Regions from separate parts of the Callithrix jacchus genome. Here all the other regions are linked to region 2. The links are chromatin contacts, called in public Hi-C maps. All regions are on one chromosome and are shown on one strand. The core of a region is the stretch at or near the end of the contact, and the rest is flanking DNA. Distances in the headings are between cores, read along the strand shown.

Region 1 (4,660 bases), core at 1,506-4,005, 120 kb after region 2:
AAATGGAGAGCAAAAATAAATAAATAAATAAATAAATAAAAAGCAGGAGTTGCAATTCTTGTATCGGATAAAACAGATTTTAAAGCAACAAAGATATAGTGGTAAAAGGATCAATGCAACAACAAGAGCTAACGATCCTAACACCCAGATACATAGAGACTTAGAGTCAATGAGACAGAAAATTAATAAGGATATCAAGGACTCGAACTCAGATCCGGAACAAGTAAACTTAATAAATATTCATAGAGCTCTCCACTTCAAATACACAAAATATACATTCTTGTCAATACCACATCACACTTACTCATAGGTTTAAATGAAACATTGATTGGCCATTATTAATACCCTTTTTTTTTTTTTTTTTCAGAATAAAGCAATATTTCCGTTCACCCTCCCTCTTTCTCTTCCTCTTTCTTCCTCTCCTTTACTCATTTTCTTTTTCTTTCCTTCTCTCAAAAAAAAGAAAAAAAAAAAAAAAAGAAATCAACTTGTAAACCTCTAGATCCAGGTCAGCAATGTCTCTCTCATTGCTTGATTTCCTTCCTTCCCTTCCCTCCCTCCCTCCCTTCCTCCCTCCCCCTTCCTCCCTTCCTTCCTTCCTCCCTCCCTTCTTCCTTCCCTCCCTTCCTGCCTTCCTCCCTTACTCCCAAAAAATAAATAAATAAATTAATTAATTAATAAAAATAAAAAAGGTAGATTTCCCCAAAGGGGAGCCTTGTCTTAGCTTCTGTGATTGGCAGGTTAGGACTTAGGGGACTCCTTTAACAAGCAGAAGACCCAACTGAAATGGGGTACCAGATGGGCTGCATTTCTTACCCAGGGATGTCACTTCTGTCTGACCCTTCCCTCTGCCCTGTGACCCTGCCAAAGACCACGGACAGGACAACGGGTCATGTAACCTATGGTGTGGGAGCAGGAGCAGCTGCAGGAACATCAGCCCATGAGTGCCAGCTTTGCCCTTGCTACTGACCTGCAGATACTCAACATGCAGCAGCTCAGTTCTGGTGACCTGTAGCCATGTCTGGCCAGCACCTCAAGAAGGTGTATGAAGAAGAGCAGGTGTTTGGATAGAATCTCTGCCACGTTTAACAAAGTCAAAATATTGCCTGACCAGACAAGGACATATAAACAGTGAGGTTACCTCTCCTAATCCACTCAAAAACACTTCTGTCCCTGATACTGAGTCCTGACTGGGAGCAGTGTCTCTGATGCTGCTGCTTGCCTCTGTCTTTCCAGGGGCCAAAGTGCCCTTTCTCTCTAGCAAGAAGGATGCTGCCTTTGGGCTAAGACTGCTTAATAAATCATCCTTGCCCTTAGACCACAGTTGTTAGATCTCTAAGGGAGATAAGTCAGCCAGTAGACATCCTGCCCCCCCACAAGCTTTCTGGGGTACTATATTGAGTTATTCAGTAGGTAAGATATTGTGTATGTGTTATTAATTCACACAGGCAAAAACATAGATTTTCATCATTTGAAATATGAAACAGGTGGCTTTGCTCTTAAGAATAATGTCCAGCTCCCCATTATTGCTTGACTTGCTCTTGCCTTTTTTTGATATCCTCCTGTTCCACTTTTGCTGGTCCCTTATGCTGCTATGACACATTTCCTCAAAGGACCTATGCAAATTCATGTGTAAGGATTGGTAAACTTTGTTGTGTAGTAATTGGTAAACAGATTGGGCCTGGACAGTGCTGTGCAAATAGAGTATTAAAAATTACTTTCCCTTCTAGAAGAGGCCAAAAACATTCATTTATTTATCTTCTATAATCAAAATCCTATTTTGATTTCTGCAAATTAAAAAAATACATATACAACTTTGGAAATAGTGTAAAAGTCTGAAAATAAATGAAGCAAATTATAATTCAGACATAGAATATGACTTAAATGTTTAGGAAGTATTTTTAATGATTTTGGGAAATGTAATACAGTTAAATTGCTAAAAACTATAAACACAAAGCAAATATGCAAAGTGTTAGCTATTACTGTTACAACAAAGAGATGTCAAACACACACACACACACGCACACACACACACACACACACACTCCCCTCTGCAATTCTGGGAGTCCATGAACCCCCTGAATCCCTCTGCCATGTATTCAGAACTCATTTTAGAGTTCATGATAAACTATATGATTTTTGACTGTACTTTTAAAAACCTAGAAAAATGATTGCATTTAATTAGCAGTTGGCCTCTAGCTGAGGGAATTATGGGTGACCTATTTCTTCCTTTTTTTTAATAGTTCCCAAAGTTTCTATAGTAGTACATTGATTTATAATGAAAAAAGAACATAAATGATAATCTGAGAAAACAGCCTGTCTTAGGCAAAAGAAATGAAAACAGAAATTATTCGTTGAGCAAATATAGACACTAACTAGATTCTCCTTATCTCCCCAGGTGTATCTGACTGTGCCATTACTAGTAGTACCATCAGCCCACAGGCACTAACCATGTGCCCAGAAACATGTTCACTGTTTCTCCAATTTAACCCATATGGTAGCAAATGGCAGTGATGGAATTCGAACTAAAAGCAGTTGAGCTCCATAGCCTGGCATTTTACACTGTGCCCCACTACAGACAGGAATCTGAAAATACCAACAATACCTGGAGTTAGTCCTCCCTGTCTTCTTTTAAGTATAAAGAGTAAGACAAATGACTCACCAGCAGAAATGCTTGGACAGTTTGTTCCACAGATGAGCTTGCTCACGAAGCAAGGTCTGCCTCTACTTCTGTGATGTGGTTCATGTTTCCGCTGAACCTTTTTTAAGAGCCCTCAGCTGGTTATATACGAGACCCATCCCTACTCCTGTCCTTTAGTTTCAAATCCACATGACCAGCCCTCCCCTGTGTAATGTGTGGGTCAGTCAGAGATGGATGGGTGACTGATACCCCATACCCCCTTCATTCTGCCTCGGGGCTGATTCTTCTGTCAGAGTATGACAGGGGTTTTATTTTTAAATTAAAGGGGAACAATAAGGAAGTTTGGCTCTGGCCATCCACTGAAGATGGTAGCATTGGTACCTTAAAATTACTTCATTCATTAGTCAGACATCTTTTTGGAACAGTTGAGGTCTGGGCCAATGCTGAGTCCATGGCTGGGTTCTGCGTGCACTTGCAGCTCCAGCATATGTGATAGCTGTCTTGCCCCATAGCAGCCCTGCAGTGGATATTATCCCTCTTTTATAGATGAGAACACTGAGGACCGTAGCCAAAATAACAGCCCCAGTCCACACAGCTAGAAACTGGCAAATTGAAGATACACACTTAGGTCTGTGTCATTACCAGACCAATGAACAGGATGATGATGGGTCTGCCAGAGGTCCTGGTGCAGCCCCACCTCCTAAGCCCACACCACTCAGGCCCCTCAGCAGGCAGTGCTCACCCACCTTGCCTAGCCTGGCTGGAATCATCTGGTTTCCTTGGTCTGCCCTCTCTACTGGAATTCCCCAGATGTTGACGACTTTTATCTCAGTACAGTTCTAGTTGTCAGCCTCCGTGATCTAACATTACTGACCCTTCTGGGAAACAACGCTGGAAGGCAGGAATTGGAGACATGTCTGCTTTCCCAGAAGCAGCTGACCTCTTGTGGAGGTGCCTGGTCTCCCTTCTCTGACTATGCACTGCCATTCAGGCTGCTTCTCCCCAGTGCTGTTGCTCTCTCTACCACCTGCTAGGCAGACCTTCTCATGTGGCTCTTCCTAAGGGCAAATGTCAAGCATTGGGAGCAAGGACCAGGAGCAGCCTCAGGATCCAGAGACTAACACTCAGCTCTACTGCAAGCTTGGCCCTATGCTGGATGCTTCTGTGTACAGCCATCTAATCCTAATCACTTACAGACAGGCAAACAGAAGATTAGAGAGATTAGCCCACTTGCCCAAGAAACACATCCCCAGTGGTCACCTAGGACTGTCCGGCTGTAAAGCCAATGCTTCCTGTTCTGCTCTGTGTATGGAGCTGTGATAATAGATGTGAAGACCTCTAGTAGGTTTGCAGGCATTTTTTGAATGAATTAGGTCAGACTATCCTTTCTACCAAACTAGTACAAATGAGTGAGGTATTCCTTATGGGCATGAACCATGAGGCTGCCTAGACTGCATACCAATGGACAGATGGATGCAGGGAGTGGTGAATGAATGAAAAAGGAATAGACTAAGCCAAATAGAGCCCTGCCTTTCTGAAAGAGACCTTTCAAGGCAGGATGGCAATTTAAAGTAACCCTGCCTAATATTTAGGAATCTTTAAGCTTTGAGGGCTGAGTTTTACCCGGGTACAAGTCAACCATGCCATTCAAGACAGGTCTATAGAGCAGAATTAGAATGGCCTGAGCCTCGTCAGATGCCCTTGGCCATGCTATTCTTAGCAAGCTTTTCTACTCCATGGGGAAAACAGGCTGGCACCTAGAGCCCTCCATGACTGTGTATACATGTGAATATGGAAATATGTGTGTTTGAGAAAGGATGGCTTGTTTATCATGGCCATTCTTTAATGGAAACTTCCCTGTAGTACAAAAGACTAGCAAATCAATTTGAGGAGCTCAGCTACTCACAGGTTTGGGGCTAAAATTTTATTTTACAAAATGTCTTTTATTTACTTTACAAAATGCCTTTTATTGTCTGCCAGTTTGTAGTGTTAATTGTTTAAAGGTCATTACTTTTATTT
Region 2 (4,738 bases), core at 2,210-4,709:
TTCTCTGGGTAGGGTGGCAATCACAGTCCTTAATTACTTATTCACATTTGGGTTATAGAGAGCAGTTTCAACAGAAAGCTGAGGTATGGTTGAGGTATGCAGTTTGATGGGCTTTTTACCATGTCACAAAGGAAAATCAAAACTTTGTTACTGAAAGAGCCTAGAATTTTGTCAGCCAAATTGTGTTGACATGAAAACATATAAGAAACCATACATACATACACACACACACACACCCCCATGATACGTTTACATCCACAACTAAGAGCAGAGCACAAATTCTCATTTTGAAAAAACAAGGCTGATGACAGACAGCATGGTAAACAGGAAACAGGAAAAGGAAGCTGTTTAGGAAGAAAAAATATCAGGTCAGCTGGCATCTTTAAAAGAATTAGGCCAAACCAGAAACCTGCAGCGGAAATATGAGAGACAGTATTTCAAGGTTTGGGTTGACTGTAGACAAACTGCGTTTATCATAAGTTGATGACACTTCCCCAGCTTGCCACCATCACTGCTCCATCATAACAACAAGGTCAATCAAACTAATTATCCTTTGAAACACTGAAAGTGAAAAAAAGACACTGCATTTAACATAACAATGGAATGGAAAGCCCAGAACTAAAGGTGTATCAAGAGTCAGAGAGAGAGAAGAAAGGGAAAAAGGAAAGAAAGAAATCCTCTACTTACTAGATGTCAGCAGCTGTCCCAAGTTGTGATAACCCAAAATGCTTTCAGACATCACAAAATTGCACCCAATAAGAGCCACTTGTATAGATGTGTGTGTCCTTATTTCCTGTTTTGCATGCTGTAACAAAGCCGTGATGCTTGGAGCCATAGCAGCTACCTTGTAATCATAGGGAATGATGCCACAGAGGTGCTGAGTCTGGTAGAATTTGCTGCATCAGCCCTAGAATTACCTTCCTAACAGAAGTTAGCAGCCTCCATTATGTAAGCCATTTTAGTCGTGTGCTCTGCTACTTACAGCCAAAAGCAGCCTAGTGAACTCACCAATGACCTTATTCCTCTGCTTAAAGTCTTTCACTATTTCTGCATTCAGCATTAATCTCAAACTCTATACCCTAACGAACAAGGACCTTTGTCTCCCTCCTCTGCCTCTCCCACCAACCATCTTAGCACACATTTTCCCCTCTTGAGCCAGAGTCCTTTGAACAAGACCTGAGATTTTCTGCCTCCTGAATTTCTCATTGGCCAGCCCCTCCACAGCATGTCCTCTTTCCTCTTCTCTCCCTGTTTTAACCGCTATGTACTTTTCAAAACTTAGCCATGCCACTTCTTCTAGGAAGTTTTCTCTAAATCTCCATGTGACCTTTTTGAAATGTAGTCCCCAACTTAGTTAACTGTCCTCCAGCTCAAAGTGATCACGTGTTTCCTGGGGCAGGAATTTGGGTCTCTGTGACCTTTCATAGCTCTGGTCACCAAAGCAGTGTATAACTGACTAATTCTGACTTATTCAAGAATACACAGGTGACCTTTGTGGTAAGAACGTGCTATGTATGGGTGACATGAGCTGGCCAGAACTGAAGGCACAGAGCCCAATTCAGCCCAACTCACCTCAACCCAACCAGTGAATGCTGCTCATCTTTCCAGCTTCAGACCTTGACGTTCCTGCCTCTTATACCATGCACTTCACCCACAACGAAGTTCTTGATGGCCCAGAATGTCCAATAGTGCATGAGTGTTCCCCTACATCTGGCATTCAGCTCCCTCTCCCTGGATAACTCCTTCTTGTTCTTCTGATCCCCCTTTGACATCACCACCTCCAGGAAGCATACCATGCCTCTTCAAAGATGGTGTAGTCAGCCTTCCCCTCACATAGAACTTACCATACTGCCTCCTAAACACCATTTCCATATCTATAACCTTACGAGTATCTTAAAGGCGGGGACCAAAAATGATGTATTCCTTTTTTTTTTTTCTTTATATAGCCCACAAGCCACAAAGTTCAGGGACAGTGGAATGCTGATGTATTCCTTTTGAACCCCCAGCACCTACAGGTATGCTAGGCCTATCTGTGAGAATCAATGTTCACAGCATGACTGTGCTAATGACCTGGCTGAATATGACATGCTCCTGTCCTCACTTCAGCAAACATGTATTGGGGTCTGACTCTGTACCACAGGTCCATAGTTTCCTCATTACACTACTGTCATCATTCAGGTTGCTGGGAAAATCAGCTATTGAGCACCCAACATCTGCATACTAAGTATCTAACTCATGTTAGTTTATTTAATCCTCACATCAACTCAGTATAGTGGCGCTATAATTATCTGCAATTCAGATAAGGAAACCGAGGTGCCAAAATTGCACAGGCACTGAATGCTAGAGTCTGGATTTAAACCCCTGAGGCCTAACTCCAGACACCACGGAGTTAACCTCTATACTGCCTGGCCTCCTTTTTCATAACTGCCTAGACACTTGTCACAAATGCAAAGGCATGGGCCCCATCCAAAGAGCTTCTGTTTCTATAGGTGCATGGGGGACCTGGGAACCTATATACACCATGAGCCTTATCTAGTGTGGTCTACACCAACTTCCCTCTAAGAAATGAGGGCTGTGCCCCAGAGCACCAAGGAGTGTATCTGAGGATCTACCTGGTCTGGCCCTGGTGAGCCTGCCTTGCTGCATCACAAGACACCTGTGCTTACTACCCTAGCTCCCTCTACCAGGAATGCTGTTGCTGGCCTCCCTCCCTCCACCCACCCATGTGTGCTTGGGCAGCAAAGGAGCGAGAAGAGGGAGTGAATATTTTCCTCAGATCTTCTGAGAATGAGTTAGCAAATGCCCCAGGGATATCCCCACATCACCTCTTTCAGAGGCCCTGGAACAGGCAAAGATGCCTCAGGCTTCTCAAATGCCTGTTTAGTCTTTGGTGCTACCAGAAATATCCAAAAGGCTCCGTCTATCACCCTACACACATTCAGAGCACACCCCGCATGGTTCAGTCCTCTAACTACTAACCTGGGTCACCCTCTGAACCTCCTCACAGCCCTGGTGATTCCAGCAGTAGTTTGCTCTGCTTGAAACAGATCTGACCCGGAGAACCAGGCAGCAGTGGACCTTGGGGGAGCCCGGGGCCAACACCTGCATTTCCCCAAGTCTAACTGGCAATGGGGTCTACTGAGCTGTGTGTTGGGTGAGAAAAGCAGACTTCAAAAACAGGGCCTCCCTACGCCCAGGAGTCAGTGAATTTTACTGTCACCTGACGTCATAGGGGTATCATCTGAGATTTGGCAGGTGGCCCAGAACAGCTCAGCTGTCGGAGCTTGTAAAGTGGGCAGGCTAGCATTTGGGGGATTCCCCAGCAGTGTGGCAAATGGAAGCTCAGCTAAGAGAAGGCACCCCTCTTAAAGCCACATCAAAGATTAAGTTGCTGGAAAGTTAGCAAGACTCCCACTGGTAACAGTCCCTAAGAGCAGCCTGAGAGTGTGGGATGGGTGAAGGAGGGGAGGAAAAGCAGGATGGGGATTTTCCCCTAATTAATATTACTTGTTTTGACTACTGCTACATAACAAAGTGCTTCAAAATGCAGAGGCTTAAAAGAAGCATCATTTGATTAGATCTCACAATTTTGTGACTCAGAAAGTTGAGTAGGGCTTGGCTGGGTAACTCTTTCATGCAGCATCAGTGGGGGTCCCTTGGTGCTGTTGAACTGGTGGATACCTGGGGCTGAACAGAGAAGGCTGGAGAGCTAGGCTCGGCTGGAACCATCTACCATTCCTGCATGTGGCCTCACCAGCATGGTGGCTTCATATGTCGTTCTTCAAAAGTGGTGGTTCAGAGCACCAAGCGAGAATGTTCCAAGAGACCCAGGTGAAAGCTGCAAGGCTTCTTACGAGTTAGAAGTCCCAGAATGTCACTCCAACCACATTCTATCAGTCAAGCACATCACCGAGGCCAGCTGAGATTTCAAGAGTGGAACTGAACTTCATCAATCAGTGGGAGGAGCAGTAAAGGATTTGCAGCCATATTTAATCTCCCACGATACAAGAGAGCTAGGAAAAACTTGCAAGGCTCATTTTGGGATTTTTTCCACTCCATACATGTTTGTTGAGTTCCTGGTATGTGCCAGCTACTGTCCTAGGCACTAGAGAGATAGAACAATGAACAACAGAGACATGATCCCTGCCCTTATGGAAACTGTCTAAAAGAGTCTAACGAATAATTCCTCAGTGCTTGGCACATGGTATGTGTTCAATCAATGTTGAATACTGGTATTATTATTGTTAAATAATCATTAGGGGCCAGACACATTGGCTCACACCTATAATCCCAGCACTTTAGGAGGCCAAGGTGGGAGGATCACTTGATGCCAGAAGTTTGAGACCGGGATGGGCAACATAGCAAGACTCTGTCTCTACTAAAATTAAAAGAAATTATCCTGGCATGGTAGCATCCACCTTTAGTCCCAGCTACTAGGGAGGTTGAGGTGGGATGATTGCTTGAGCCCAGGAAGAGGTCAAGGCTACAGTAAGTCATAATTGTATCACTGTACTCCAGCCTAGGTGGTAGAGTGAGGCCCTGTCTCAAATAATAACAAGCCATTGGGGAAAAGATTTGCCATGAACAGATAAACAACAGGGTGCAAAATAATACAATTAACAAAGAGGCTTACATGTTTAGGAGGTTAACATTTAAGCCAAGGATGAGAAGTAATGAACTAGGGGAAGGGGGACAGCGAGAGATTTTTTCAGGCAGAGGAAACAGTGTGTGCCCCACA
Region 3 (4,178 bases), core at 1,245-3,744, 67 kb after region 2:
TGAAAAATCAGAGAAAGAATTTAAAAATGTGCTCATGTTGCCGCCATTGAAAGGTTAGTGGTATTTACATCTTGGTATGTTTCTATGCCTCAAAGTTTAGTTTGGTTTGTGGAGCAAGGATCTATGTGTTTTGTTTTGTCTAATTCATTCATTCATTCATTTATTCAGCAGTAATTTATTGAGGGCTTTTCATGTGCCAGAACTGTGCTAGGGGAAACAGCAATGGAGTTTACAGACAAGTGAAAAGAACAGAGATTCAACAAAAAATTACCATTACGGCAAATGGCCCTGGAAGCCACGGAAGTATAGCATGAGACTCTGCAGTAAGGGCTGAGAATCATGAGTGGAGTACAGTCTGGTACCTTGCATGTTCATTTGTTCTCATCAAAGCACTTACCAGGCCTCAATTGCTCTTTCTTACTTGGTTGTAAGTTTATTGGGGTATATGTTATCTGTTTCTCCCACTGAGCCTGAGTTCCTTTAAGGCCAGAGCTCCACCCACCGCCCCTTTTCACACCTGTATCCCCAGCTCTTGGTTCAGGCTTGCCTCTTCATAGTGCTGCCAAAAAATACCTTTTACCTGGCTGGCAGTTTGTTAGCACATAGAAGTTGCCTGCTGCTTTCTCAAGGCTGTGTTTTGTGGCTGTGTCATATTCCATCAGAGATTCACTTCTTAGTCCATAACTGGCTGGGTTGACCCCTTTGACACTTCAGTCAAGAGAAGTCTCAGAGCATATAAATTTGGAGATCTGTAGTTTTTCCCCATGTAGGTGGGGCCTGTATTCTTTGGGGCAGGAGTAGATGCATCAGTTGAGTTCTCAATTATTGATGCAGTTGTTCCAGAGACTGCCCAAATTCTCATGCCTGTCATTGTCACCTCCTGGATATTTTCTCAGCCCCACAGCCTCAAGTATAGAGGTGTGGCTCCTCCCTTGATCAGCCACCCACCTCACTAAAAAAAAAACACTTGGCTTCCCCCAGATTCAAAAGCAACCCCTCAGAGCCCTCGAAGCCCTGTTCTCTGGGGTCCATGGACTAGAATAGTGGCCGTTTTGTATGTGTTCTGGTGGAGCAACCAGGGAACCTGCTATTGTTGGTGGAACAGAGGGGACCAAGAGAAGTTTCAAGAAGCTATAATAAAGCCTCAAGTTCTCATTCCCTTTAAGAGAGAAGATGACAAGAAGGAGTGTTTGGGAAAGATGACCCAGGCATGCAGTGGCTTAACACTTTAATCACAGGTCCAAGGGGTTGGGTCACCTAATGAGTCTTTGTTCACGTGTGCTGAAATACCTGCCTCTGAGCTGGCCTCTGGCAAACTCCGGAGCACTCTCCTAGCCACCCTCTCGAAGCTCTGGGGAGGGCAGTCTGCCTGCCCACTGATTGTTCCAGCGCTGGGCCAGCAGGACCTCCGGGCCTTTGAAACTGCAGGTACCAGCCAAGTGCCTCCCTTTCTGTAGGTGGTAACTAGATATAGATGCCACTGGGTGTGCTGAACCAGGCCTAGGCAATGGACTCTTCCAGAAAGGCTTTTCTGCCTTTTTATCTGTCCTTGTCCTTAACATTCTTTCTTGGTCAGGGGAGAATTTACAACTGGTATGCTCCTCCTTATTTGGGACTGGGGGAGAAATACAACTGTAAGGAGCCCTCTCTAGGTCAGCCCTTAGCTATTGTGTTGGGAGCAAAATTTTGAAGGCGGAGAAAGGTTGACTTCCACGCCTCCAACCTCCTCCTCCCCCGATGATTCTTCTTTCCTTGTGTGGCAACTCAGATGTTATTATTGTTGCTGTCTGAGCCAGTTTCTGGGCAATATTATGAGTATTAGTCACTTGCACTGTAGTGCAAATAAGTTTACATGAGTCAGTCAGCATCTCTGTGTCTTTGACTACACCGCTGTTGCTATTGTTTAAGGCATTGAGGGCATCTGGGCAGATATTTTTAAAACTTGGAGGTCAGAGAACATCGTTTACCTCTAAAATGATACCTAGGTCATGACTAAGAACTCATACACTGGTACCAAGTGAAAAATAAGAATTTTTTAAAATGCAGTGAGTCCCTTTTCCTCTTTATTAGAAAATTGGATGTTTTCAGACATTTTGGATAGACTTAAACGTAATTTTGAGTTGTTGGCAAGGAAATCCAGTACTTCCAAAGATTGTATAAAACGGATTTCTCTGCTGTTTAGAAGAGCCTGTCAGAGACAATGATGAAGGTTTTTACATGTTGTGCAACAAGGACTGGGTTTATGAGGTGATTGACACACTGCGGGGTCCTGTGAGGTGTGTGAGTCCCAGAGTCCTTACCCTGGTGCTGAAGCAGCCATGGGAGTGTGTACAGAGCTTTGAGTGTCTCCTGAGTTGGGAGAGCTGTTTGCCAATGGATTATAGATGTCAGGATCAGGCTGGTTCAGGCCAGGAGTCTATGATCCCTCAATGAAAGGGCAAGCTTACCTAGAGACACAAGAAAGTTGATCATGTTTGGAGAGAGATCATGCCGATTCTTTGCCTTTTGTTGTGGTTAATAATGACCTCAGACCAAGACTGAGGAGCAAGGGAAGCAAGCTGCTGAGTCCATGAAAATAGCATCCCCATGGTGACTATGTTCTCTATGGAAGCTCTGATTTACTTCCTGAATCCCTGTGAGGTGGGGAAGAGTCAGAGTGGGGAAGCCCACCACGCCCCACAGGCCTGGCATGCAATTTCTTAGGGCCCATGACCCTGGTGGTGACACAGCCTCTTTGGAAAGTCAGCTTGTGTAATCAGCGGCTGGGAACAGCTCACCCCATGACCTGGGAACTTGACACCAGTGGAGAGCACACTCGGAAGATCAGACTGACAAGGCCTCCTGCTTTGGGCTGACACAGGGGCAGTGTCACGAAAGCACCAAGAATTCTTAAAGGAGCATATTGCTGTCTGTGTTCAGGCTCATGATGCCAAGATACTGGTTTGGGTTTGCAGACATTGTTTCCCTTGTGCCAGACTCCAGTTAAGTCTGGTTTCCAGAAAATCCAGCTGGTTGTGTGGTTCCTCCCTTGTCCTGGCCGCAGCCTGGAAGAGCTACTCAGGATCTGTTGTTGCTCTCACCTCCTTCCCAGCCTCCACCCTCTCCACAGACATGGTCTAGAAGTGTACACACAGACCTGGTGGGCTGCATCTGAAGGCTCACAGGGCATCACTCCAGTCATCTTCCTCCAGGATTATTTCTCTCAGAAACCGCAAGCTCCTCTGTGTTGGCAGTAGTCAAATAAGAGTAATGCAGCTAAAGAAACAGCCTTTACTCTTGTGTGCCTCCGCCCCGGTATCCTTTCCTTCTTGGCTCTCTCCAGTGACCTCCTGTTCATTTTTTTTTTTTCTTTGAGACGGAGTTTCGCTCCTGCTACCCAGGCTGGAATGCAATGGTGCCATCTCAGCTCACCGCGAACTCCGCCTCCTGGGTTCAGGCAATTCTCCTGCCCCAGCCTCCCGAGTAGCTGGGACTACAGGCACACACCACCATGCCCAGCTAATTTTTTGTATTTTTAGTAGAGACGGGGTTTCACCAAGTTGACCAGGATGGTCTCGATCTCTTGACCTCGTGATCCACCTGCCTCGGCCTCCCAAAGTACTGGGATTACAGGTGTGAGCCACCGCCTCCTGTTCATTTTTTAGGCCTGGCCATCACAGAATGTCCACCACTTCTCCCTTCCTCAAGGAGAACTTAATTTTCCCTTCCTCAGATCCCATTGGATTTTTTTACAAATTCATCACAATGCTGCTTTTTTATGAGATATAATTTACAGTTATATGAGTTGTGACAAGTATATGTTTGTCAAATACATGTAGTCACGTAACCATCACCGTAATCAAGGCACCAAACAGAATTGCCTCCCAAATTTCCCTGTGCTCCTTTGTAGTCAGACCCTCCCTTCTCCCCTAGGCTCTGGAGCCACTGATGTGATTTCTCTCCTAATAATTTGCCTTTGCCAGAATCGCATATAAATGGGATTGCACAGTTGTCATGGTTTGAGAATCTTTCTTAACTCAGCACAGGGCATTTCAGATTCCTCCATGTCATTTTGTATACCCATAGTTCCTATCTTCTCAGAGCTGAGTACCCATGACTTTTTATCTGTATCTCTATGGGGGCCTCTTCCACTGTATCTGGATATGTGATATTTTTCCATCTGTCTCCTTGATGGGTAG

What was found. Hi-C and Micro-C count contacts between places; a contact is called where the count stands out from the background.
Region 1: a contact with region 2 is called in a Hi-C map of skeletal muscle, with 5 times the contacts expected there. The contact joins the promoter of CXCR6 here to the enhancer-like site in region 2. A contact is called at or near these places in 2 of 3 Hi-C or Micro-C datasets (both in skeletal muscle).
Region 3: a contact with region 2 is called in a Hi-C map of skeletal muscle, with 5 times the contacts expected there. The contact joins two enhancer-like sites. A contact is called at or near these places in 3 of 3 Hi-C or Micro-C datasets (induced pluripotent stem cells and skeletal muscle).

Annotation. Positions count from the first base shown.
Region 1 is chr15:28,668,445-28,673,104 of calJac240_pri, reverse strand. CXCR6 (C-X-C motif chemokine receptor 6) reads right to left here and starts at 2,755. Exons shown (of 2, transcript XM_008981526.5): 1 at 2,663-2,755. All of the region lies in intron 14 of FYCO1 (FYVE and coiled-coil domain autophagy adaptor 1), which reads left to right.
Region 2 is chr15:28,785,327-28,790,064 of calJac240_pri, reverse strand. No RefSeq gene overlaps it. Among named protein-coding and RNA genes, the nearest start is that of XCR1, 35 kb to the right of the region's middle. Within about 2 kb of position 3,459, at least 3 of the 16 cell types and tissues checked have an H3K27ac peak or open chromatin away from gene starts, as enhancers often do. A contact at or near this core is called in skeletal muscle, where this site is marked.
Region 3 is chr15:28,717,622-28,721,799 of calJac240_pri, reverse strand. All of the region lies in intron 1 of FYCO1 (FYVE and coiled-coil domain autophagy adaptor 1), which reads left to right. Among named protein-coding and RNA genes, the nearest start is that of FYCO1, 6.9 kb to the left of the region's middle. Within about 2 kb of position 2,494, at least 3 of the 16 cell types and tissues checked have an H3K27ac peak or open chromatin away from gene starts, as enhancers often do. A contact at or near this core is called in skeletal muscle, where this site is marked.